Linked DNA regions of Hordeum vulgare: regions 1 and 3 are each linked to region 2. A link is a contact called in public Hi-C data. All regions are on one chromosome and are shown on one strand. Each heading gives the region's core, a stretch centred on a gene start, on an enhancer-like site or on the middle of the called end of the contact. The rest is flanking DNA. Distances are from core to core; before and after follow the strand shown. Region 1 holds the start of LOC123443750 (putative transcription factor bHLH041). Region 2 holds the start of LOC123439916 (NDR1/HIN1-like protein 13). Region 3 holds the start of LOC123443749 (protein ROOT HAIR DEFECTIVE 3).

Region 1 (2,881 bases), core at 265-2,764, 880 kb after region 2:
AGGCCCTCGGGCCCATGGCCACGGTCGAGTATGTTGTCTTCTAGAGACACCTTCAATAGACCGCGCACCGGGACGGTCTTTGATGGTGGTGGACCGATAATGGCAGATACACGACAAAGTCTTGCTATGTGGCACTCTTCGATAGATCAACCTCTCCACCACATTGGTGCCTTACTTGGAGGAACTAGGCCCCTCCTAATGCCAAATTCCTTCTCTAGATGGCTTCCCAAAACCGGTGTTGGACTACAGATCGTCTCGCTCAGCAAGGTCTACCTCACGAGCCCCTCTACTCTGAGGAGGACGAGATACTTCACCATATCCTTATGGCTTGCATGGTCTCTCACATCACCTGAAACGAGATTCTCTCCTCGTGTTGTTTCACTGCCTCCCTGTCGGACGACACAACCAACATCTTCGACTAGTGGTCGTCGGGCATGATGCCCCCTTCCCCCAACCCGTGCAAAGGTCTTGGCTTGGTTATTATCCTCACTGCCTGCTCCATAAGGAAGGACCACACCGGTTTTATCTTCGAAGGTATCGGGCCCCTAGGACCGGGGGTACCCAGACCCGTCGGCCTACGACCCCGGGCGCAAAGCGCTGCGATGGGCCAAGTCGGCCCGGCGGCGGGCCCAGCAAGCATGACCCTCGCGAGGAGGGCTCCGGGAAGGAGACGTCAAGGGCCTCAAGGAGCAACTCGCCACTGAGATGCATCCTGAGGCCACCTGAGGACCTCACGGGGCACACAAGTCAAGGGTAATCAGGTGGGGCCGTACAGTCCTACCCCCTCACATGGGCGATGCAAACCTCGCAGGCGCGGTACCAGTAAGCACGGACAGAGAGGCTTTCCTCTTTGGTGCTACGGGGATAAAGCCAACTCGCGGGTTTTCAAAGCAACCCCCAAAGATTTCCTACTTGGTGCAAGAGGACCGAAGTCGAGGACTCTGCAGGGCGGAGGTCACCCCCAAGCCCACGCGCGCATCATGACGAAGAGCTTTAGCAGACGAAGACCACCTTTGTCGGAATGGGTTGCGGTCTTGTCCTCTTTTAAAATGGCCGTTGTGACAACCCTGCCCCGCAAGGACAATTATTGACGGAAAGAGGACAGAGGTATGTATGCCTGCGTAGAAGGGGATCGAACGCGAACCCCTCCACCACACCCCCAACTCCGCTCGGGTACGTACCCACCTTGTATTTGCTATCCCTCTCCCCGATAAGCAATCTAGACAAGCAGTAATAGGGCATTACATCGAGAGGAGTCAATGGTGCATGTGCAATGGCTTTAGCTCCAGTTGTCATGGTGACACGGCAAAACCTGGCCGTTTCTCGCAGTAAGCAGCGAGGCCGTTGATCCCGATACCGCCTGGGCAAGTGCCTGCAAAATTGACCTTGTTCCCAGCAGCTTCGGCCTCGCTCGCGTGCATCCAACCCACGACTTTGACCGCGCCATCGCGACTATTTCTATTCAACTCAGTTTGCTAATTTGTACGTACTCCCTACTTGCGTGCAAACCAAACGACCCACCAACTCCTTCCTTCCTCCTTTCCCTTAAAAAGAAGTTCAAAAAATTCTTCCTTCCTCCTCATGCCCTGCGGTCCCGCCCCGCTCTGCTTTGCATATATAGCAGCTCGGCTGCCTCGCTTTGTTTCCCTGCTATATTTCGCTCTACCAGCTTACTCATCGCTCCCAATCAATCATTGGCTGCCTCCATTAACTAGTTACACTACTTGCTGAGGGATGGATGATGTGTGGTGCAGCCTGGACATGGCCGCCGACATCGCCGGCCTCCACAGCGCCCTCGCCGACCCATTCTGGCCCGCCGACCTTGACCTCATGGTTTCCACCGACGAGGTGAGCAATGTTAATTCTTGACCCTGCTTCCTTGCAAATCGAAGCGTCTGTAAATTAAGATTGGTGGTTTTGGTGTGCGTACGTGTAGGTGGAGGGTATGGCCGACATGGACGCCAGCGGCATCTACGTAGGAGGAGGGGATGACCGCTTCATGCTGCCGTCGTCGACCACGTCGTCACTCTCGTCGAAGCGATCACTCTCCCAGGACAGCGGCGGCTCCTCAGGCTCAGGGTCCTTCACGCTCGACCTCGCGGACGCCTCGCGGTACCAAGCGCCGGCGCCGCCGGCGCCCCATAACCCCTTGGCGGGCGCCGCCGACCACGACGACGAGGCGATCATGCGGGCTATGATGGCGGTCATGTCTTCGTCCTCGGCCTCCCCGTCCTCCTCGGCATCCTCCCATCCGCAGCCCTTCTGCCGGGACCGGGACAGCAGCATGCAGCAACAGCCAACAGCCATGGCGCCGCAGCTGCGTGGAGGAGGACCAAGTGGCCACGTGATGGTCAAGAGCAGCCTCTCCATGTCGCCGGAGAGAAGCAGCAGCGGCGGGCGGGGACAGCAGCAGGAGGATCCGACGAGGGCCGCGAGTAACAACACCGGACAGCTCTACCACATGATGTCAGAGAGGAAGCGTCGGGAGAAGCTCAACGACAGCTTCCACGCGCTGAGGTCGCTCCTTCCCCCCTGCTCAAAGGTATAAACATCACCATCATACCTACCATCATACCACATCCATTCATTCGCAAATCTAAGGAAGCCGATTTTTTTTTTGGGGCGAGATTTTCGGAAACCGGTCAAAAACCGAATATTCCGATGGCCCCCAAAAAAGTTCGATACCGTCCGAAGTTTTTGAAAAGTTAAATTCAAACGTTCCAAGCGAGGCTTAATAAAGCGAGCTATTACAAACCGTGCTAGTACAGAATAGTGACCTGGTGGATGGGTTCTTGCTCTGCGATCGTGGTTTGACCAGAGAACAAAGGACTAACTGGTTTGTTCGCTGGTTACATACTTTATATTTTAACGTTAAAAAATT
Region 2 (3,135 bases), core at 451-2,950:
TGGTGATACCAATGGCAAGAACAAAATTTGTAAAGTAAAACACATAAAGTATATAAGCAATCTACATAAACCGAAAAAGCACGTGAAGTGTGATATGGGAACCCCATATACATGAAGAAATACAAATATCTTGTCTCGTTGTGGCTCTTCTTAAGTCGAAACATATAACATTAATTCGAGATGCAAACAAACAAAGATTGTTGCCAACATTGATGCATCCCTCTTGGCCAGGTCCTGCATGTGTGTGTGGGTGGAACCGGTGTAGGTGGGTTTGAAGCACGATGCACCGCGGATGGAATTAGGGCGGTGTTGTCGGAGAGAACATGTGCAGTGTGGTGGATGGCAAGAAGCATACCCTATGCTTCTCTATGCTTCATTGTTGCAGCTCCACTAATATATGTGCTATGTTAGCAAATATGAACATGTTGCTACTAGACACAGTTTAGAAGATTATTTGTTTAAGACAATAATGAAAAAAGTAGAAAGGATGAAAATATGACAACTCAACATTACTCACCTTGGTTGGAAGCATAGTATAAAACAATGATAATGAAACAAAATAAGCTTGCGACCAACATAAGGATGCATCTTTTGTGTCCTCGATATGTACAATCGATGGATTTGCACTTGATCCATGCGTGATAAACTATCTATCTAAACGATTACATTGTAGTAACACGAAAAAAGGAATTGGGTACATAAGTAGTACCACTTGAAACCATGGAAATTTGAAATGGAACAAAAACTACTATTAGCACCAACCGGCGGGGCGGGGGGGGGGGGCATATTTGTACGATATACGAATTTCATATAAATTAGTTGATGATCTAGTGACCGCGTACATAATATACATCACAACTATTTCACACTCGTAGACACAGAATAAACCATAGTACACCATAGCATCCACGCAACGAGATCACACAAATCTGAGAACACAGTTATGCCAAAATTAACTACTCCCTCTGTTCCTAAATATAAGTCTTTTAAGCGATTTCACTAGATGTCTACATACCAAGCAAAATGATTGAATATACACTCTAAAGTATGTCTATACACATCCGTATGTAGTCCACTAGTGAAATCTTTACAAAGACTTATATTTAGAAACGGAGGGAGTAGTAACTGAAAAATATGAACAATGTCAAGAGACGCGAATCAAACGCTAGGTCAGATGGGTATTCGGTGGGCGAATCCTGCGGAACTTTAGTTGTGATGGCTTCATTGCCAGACAGAGAAGACAGTCTGACGAGGTGAACCGCAGGCATACAACGGAGTAGGGCCTCGCCGGCTGGCCATGGTGGAGATCAGCACGACTGGGAGCTCGCGAGGGCGTACACTGACAGGTCCTTTCTCGCGTGGCCATCAAACGGGACGACACACCGGTTTGGTTGAGCGGAGGCGCCGCAGAGAGGTTAGACGCGATACTGGATGAGGAGAGAGCCAGGGCGGCGAGAGCAGGGAACGAGCAGAGAGATGGGCACTGGGTTGATTTGTTTGGGCCAATTAATACGGGATAACCGGATAAGGAGAGATCACGGGATCATGGGCATGAAAATCGGGTTCTTTTGGAGCATAAAAATACTGGTTTTGCTTGCTTCTCTCGACCGTGAGATCAAAGAAGAATCGACAGTCGACAACTGGTCCGACGAATGCTACGCACCAGACTTCTGGTGAGAAGCGTTTCCCATGCCTAAACGCCCACACGACACGAGCAAGCAAACACGCAGTACTAGCACTAGCACAATATATACAGTGTATATATAAATGCGGCCACTTATTGCGCCCGTCTTCTTCGCGTTTCTCCCCCCAGTCTCTTTTACTCCCCCCTTCTCCTTCCCCAAGCCTTCTCCTTCCCCAAGCCCAGAAGAAGCAGCAGAGGCCAAGAAATGGGCGACCGGGCGTACGCGCCGGCCTCCAAGCCTGTCCCTGTGGCGGCGCCGCGGTCCGCCAACGGCACGGCGAACGGCGGCGGCGTAGGGCCACCTCGGCCTCCGCCCATGGTGCCCGGCCGCGTCCCGCCCCCGCCGATGTACCGGCCGAAGCCGATGCAACAGCCACCGCGCCGCCGGAGGAGCGGGCGCGGGTGGTGCTGCGCGTGTTGCCTGTGGCTGACGCTGGTGTTGGTGGGGCTGGTGTTCCTTGGAGCAATCGCGTTGGGGGTGTTCTACGTGATTTACCACCCGGAGCTTCCGACCTTCGCCGTGACGTCGCTCCGTCTGGCGGCGCTGAACGTCTCGGACTCCGACTCCGTCACCTCCCGCATCGAGTTCACGGTGACCGCGCGCAACCCCAACGAGAAGATCGCGTTCGTGTACGGCGACATCGGGGCTGCCTTCGCGGCCGACGGCACGGACATCGGGGACGGCACCGTGCCGGGTTTCGTCCATCCAAGTCGCAACACGACGGTCATCAAGGGGGCGGCTTCGGCGGCCGCCGCGACGGTGGACCCTGTGCAGGCGGCCAGTCTCAGATCCAAGAAGTCTCACGCGATGTCAGTGGAGATGGACTCCAAGGTGGGGTTCCAGATCGGGAAGTTCAAGTCGAAGCGCATCAACGTCCGTGTGCTGTGCAGCGGCTTCAGCGCGGGGCTGGCCAAGCCGGCGCCCTCCCCGGCGCCGATCATCGTGGCCGCGGCGCCTGCACCCACCCGGTCTAAGATCAGGCTGTCGTCGTCTTCCTCCGGAGGCGGCGGGGCGGCGACGACGGACGCAAAGTGTAAGCTGCGCGTCAAGATCTGGATTTGGACGTTTTGATGCATTTGTGGGTAGGGAGAGGAGGGATTTTTCTTGGTTTGGTTTAACCTTTTTCACACTGTATGTGGATTTATTGGAGTATAGTTTATATGATTCTATCTTCCTCCTGGTTGCTGCTTGCTACTCTCATCCATCCATCCTTTTGTCACAAGCTAAGTAGGCCGCATAGATCTATGCTATGCTACAGATGGGCATAATTCTGCAAGAACGGTACGTACTAGTGACCACACCACACCACACCACAGTGAAACCGGCAGCTGAGAAGAAATGGAAGGAGGCGAACTGCAGTAGGCGAGCGATTCGGCGCACGCGCGTCGGTGGCGTCAACACAAGCTATCTCCAGCTCGATTTCCTTTTCGGTTTCTCTCCCTCCCGTTTC
Region 3 (2,991 bases), core at 455-2,954, 670 kb after region 2:
ACCCTTGATATTGTTCTTCGTGGATGCTTTGGCGTCCTAGAAGCTTGGTGGTGTCTCGGAGCTCAATCATTGTGGTGTGAAGCTCCGGGAAGCGTTGGGGTCTCCAATTAGGTTGTGGAGATTGCCCCGAGCAATTTGTACGGGTACCGGTAACCGCCCCCAAGGGTTGCCACGTGTACGGGTTCGGTGACCGCCCCCAAGGGTTGCCACGTGTACGGGTTCGGTGACCGCCCCCAAGGGTTGCCATTTGTACGGGTTCGGTGACCTCCCTCAAGGGTCCCTTAGTGGAATCACGTCATCTTGCATTGTGCGAGGGCGTGAGGAGATTACGGTGGCCTTAGTGGCATCTTGGGGAGCATTGTGCCTCCACACCGCTCTAACGGAGATTAGCATCCGCAAGGGTGTGAACTTCGGGATACATCATCGTCTCCCCGTGCGTCGGTTATCTCTTACCCGAACCCTTTACTTATGCACTTTACTTTGTGATAGACATATTGTTTATTGTAATATATCTTGCTATCACTTAGTTGTTTATCTTGCTTAGCATAAGTTGTTGGTGCACATAGGTGAGCCTAGTTGTTTGTAGGTTTTGTGCTTGACATATTAAACGTTAGTTTTATTCCGCATTTGTTCAAGCCTAAACCTTAACTATTTTAAAGCGCCTATTCACCCCCCCTCTAGGCGACATCCACGTCCTTTTCAGCGTGCACTGTTTTGCACCGTCTGTTGGAGTTGTTCGACGTCAAAAAACGAATTTTTGAACGCACATAGCAGTTTTTGGGTGCCTATTGAAGATGCTCTAGAGCAACTCTAGCAAACCCTGTATAATTGCGACGTGCAAACGCGTTTTACAGTTCGACGAAGTGGGGTTTTGCGGGACAAAATGTTGCGCTGCAGAACAGAATAGAACCGGGGGAGGGAGGAGCACGAGCGTGAGCTCGATGCCTTGAAGGAGCTGCCGGAGAAGAGGCGGCCGCGCGCGCGGTCGTACTCCTCTGTCTCGCACGGAGGAGCGACGGCGGCGGCGTCTGGCCCCACTGCGTGTACCGGCGGGCGGCGCGCTTACAGGCGACGTCGGATCTGACGCAATGAACCCTCTCGGGGTCGTCGTTCCTACAACTACCGGAGTTGGCCATCAAAGGGCGTGGAATGGAGCTGCTACGCGGCGGAATGGAGGTGCGCGGCGGCGGATTGGAAGCGCCGACGGTGAGGTGGGGGGACTTTTCGCGGCGGCGGAGGGATAGGATTTCGACCCGCATCCAGCAGTCAAACCCGTAGATATACTGTTCGAGCGCTCGCGTTTACGGGCCACCGCAAAAGTTTTACGGACCGGGCCGCGTTTACAGTTTCTGATGTGATAGGAAAAATAGTCCAAATCCGTATAATCGTCGAAATTTTACAGTTTGAACCATTATACGGGGTCTAGAGTCGCTCTAAATGCTCTAGCGAAATACTCCTTTATCACAGCTTGTGTGAGCGGCGCAGCGTGACATGGCCGCTCGGGTTGGCATGGACGGCCACCTTTCGGCACCCAAAGACCCAGATTTGATGACGCAAACAATTTTTAGAATTCCGACCATCCATGGCTGTTGGATTTTTATATACGTGTGTGTATACGAGTATAATAAGATCATACTGTATGCATGGCTATACAAAGTACCAGTATATGCGTCGTGTCGGCCTCGGGCGATACCCTCACCGAGTCCGAATATTTTCCCTTTCTTTCTCCCCTTGTGCTTTCTCGTTCGTATTTACTCCTCTCCTCCTTTCGAAATTCACAAATTACCAACCTCCCCATAAAAGCCACGCCTTCGTGCTCCTCCTCTCTCTTCCTCCTCGCCCCCACCCCCCCCACCCCCTTTCGTCCCGCTCCCCCCATCCTTCGCCGCCGACGCCGACGCCGACCGCCGTACGGGGGCCCTCCAGCGCAATCTCCACGGTGCGTATCCCCCCCCTCTCTCTGATCCGATCAACGCTTCTCGGATCGCTCCCTGACCTTGTCCCAGGGTCCCGGATTTCGATACCCCCCCTTGCTTTTTTTGTTGCTCCTCGTGGTGTGCGGTGATTCCTGGCGAATAGGCGACCAGATCGATGCGGGGAGCTGCTCCAATCCTCGTCGGTGGCGCCGGACCGCTAGATTCAGCTGGTTCCCGTTCGGTTTTGGGGGTTTATGGCTGTTGGTTTGGGCGATTCCGACCCGCGGCGCTCGATTCGCCTGGAGTTCGGGGCGCGTGCTTGGATCGCCTCCCGCTGGATCGTCTCGAAAGGCCCCGCCTTTTTTTAGCTTTCTTCCCCTTGATCTCGTGATCTCTCCGGCCGTACGATCTCGCTAGGGTTAAGGATACTTGCGGCAGCACTGTCACTGTAAGTTGCCGTAGAACTCTCCTTGGTGTATAAAGGAGGATTGTTTGATCCGCGTAACATGCAGCATCCCTGGCTGGGTTGCATGCGAGCTTGTACGGTCTGCGATCTGTAGTAATAATTGTAGTAGTGAATCGTAGTTTGACCCAGAGGAAAGCCGTATGAGCGCATGCATCCATCAATTTGCTCCCTCAGTACACTAGTAACATTCGACTGCCTATACCTCTCTCTCCCCATTTAATGCTCCCGCTCTTTTCACAGGCTTAATGGAGTAATCATCACCTGATAATTTAAAAATATTACTACACTTCTCTTCTTGACATTGTTTTTGCGTATAATGCTCAAGAAACGGCATTATTGAAGGCTTGCGCTCGGATCTGCGTGTCTTATTTATCCCATCTGTTCTTTTTTCTTTCTCTTTCAAAATTTGAAGGCTCTATGGGTTGAAAATCACTCATCACTTCTTGGTGTCCCATTCCCAGCTTAAATGTGATATTGTCTCATGCGTTTCCTCTCTTGCAGAAATGGAGGACCCCTGTCTTTCTACGCAGCTTATTGATGGAGATGGTGTTTTCAATGTTTCTGGATTGGAGAGTTTCCTGAAGGAAGTTAAATTGGCCGAATGCGGGC

The links. A called contact is a pair of places that touch in the nucleus more often than the background predicts.
Region 1: a Hi-C map of leaf shows a contact between it and region 2, with 3 times the contacts expected there. The contact joins the promoter of LOC123443750 here to the promoter of LOC123439916 in region 2. A contact is called at or near these places in 2 of 6 Hi-C or Micro-C datasets (leaf and seedling).
Region 3: a contact with region 2 is called in a Hi-C map of seedling, with 4 times the contacts expected there. The contact joins the promoter of LOC123443749 here to the promoter of LOC123439916 in region 2. A contact is called at or near these places in 1 of 6 Hi-C or Micro-C datasets (seedling) and 1 of 1 datasets of contacts at active chromatin or transcription factors (embryo).

What each region holds. Positions count from the first base shown.
Region 1 is chr3H:326,610,668-326,613,548 of MorexV3_pseudomolecules_assembly, forward strand. LOC123443750 (putative transcription factor bHLH041) reads left to right here and starts at 1,515. Exons shown (of 4, transcript XM_045120272.1): 1 at 1,515-1,848; 2 at 1,937-2,542. The coding sequence starts at 1,735.
Region 2 is chr3H:325,730,736-325,733,870 of MorexV3_pseudomolecules_assembly, forward strand. It overlaps LOC123439916 (NDR1/HIN1-like protein 13), which reads left to right and starts at 1,701. Exons shown (of 1, transcript XM_045116535.1): 1 at 1,701-2,863. The coding sequence starts at 1,890. The coding sequence ends at 2,756.
Region 3 is chr3H:326,395,997-326,398,987 of MorexV3_pseudomolecules_assembly, forward strand. LOC123443749 (protein ROOT HAIR DEFECTIVE 3) reads left to right here and starts at 1,705. Exons shown (of 23, transcript XM_045120271.1): 1 at 1,705-1,939; 2 at 2,884-2,991. The coding sequence starts at 2,886.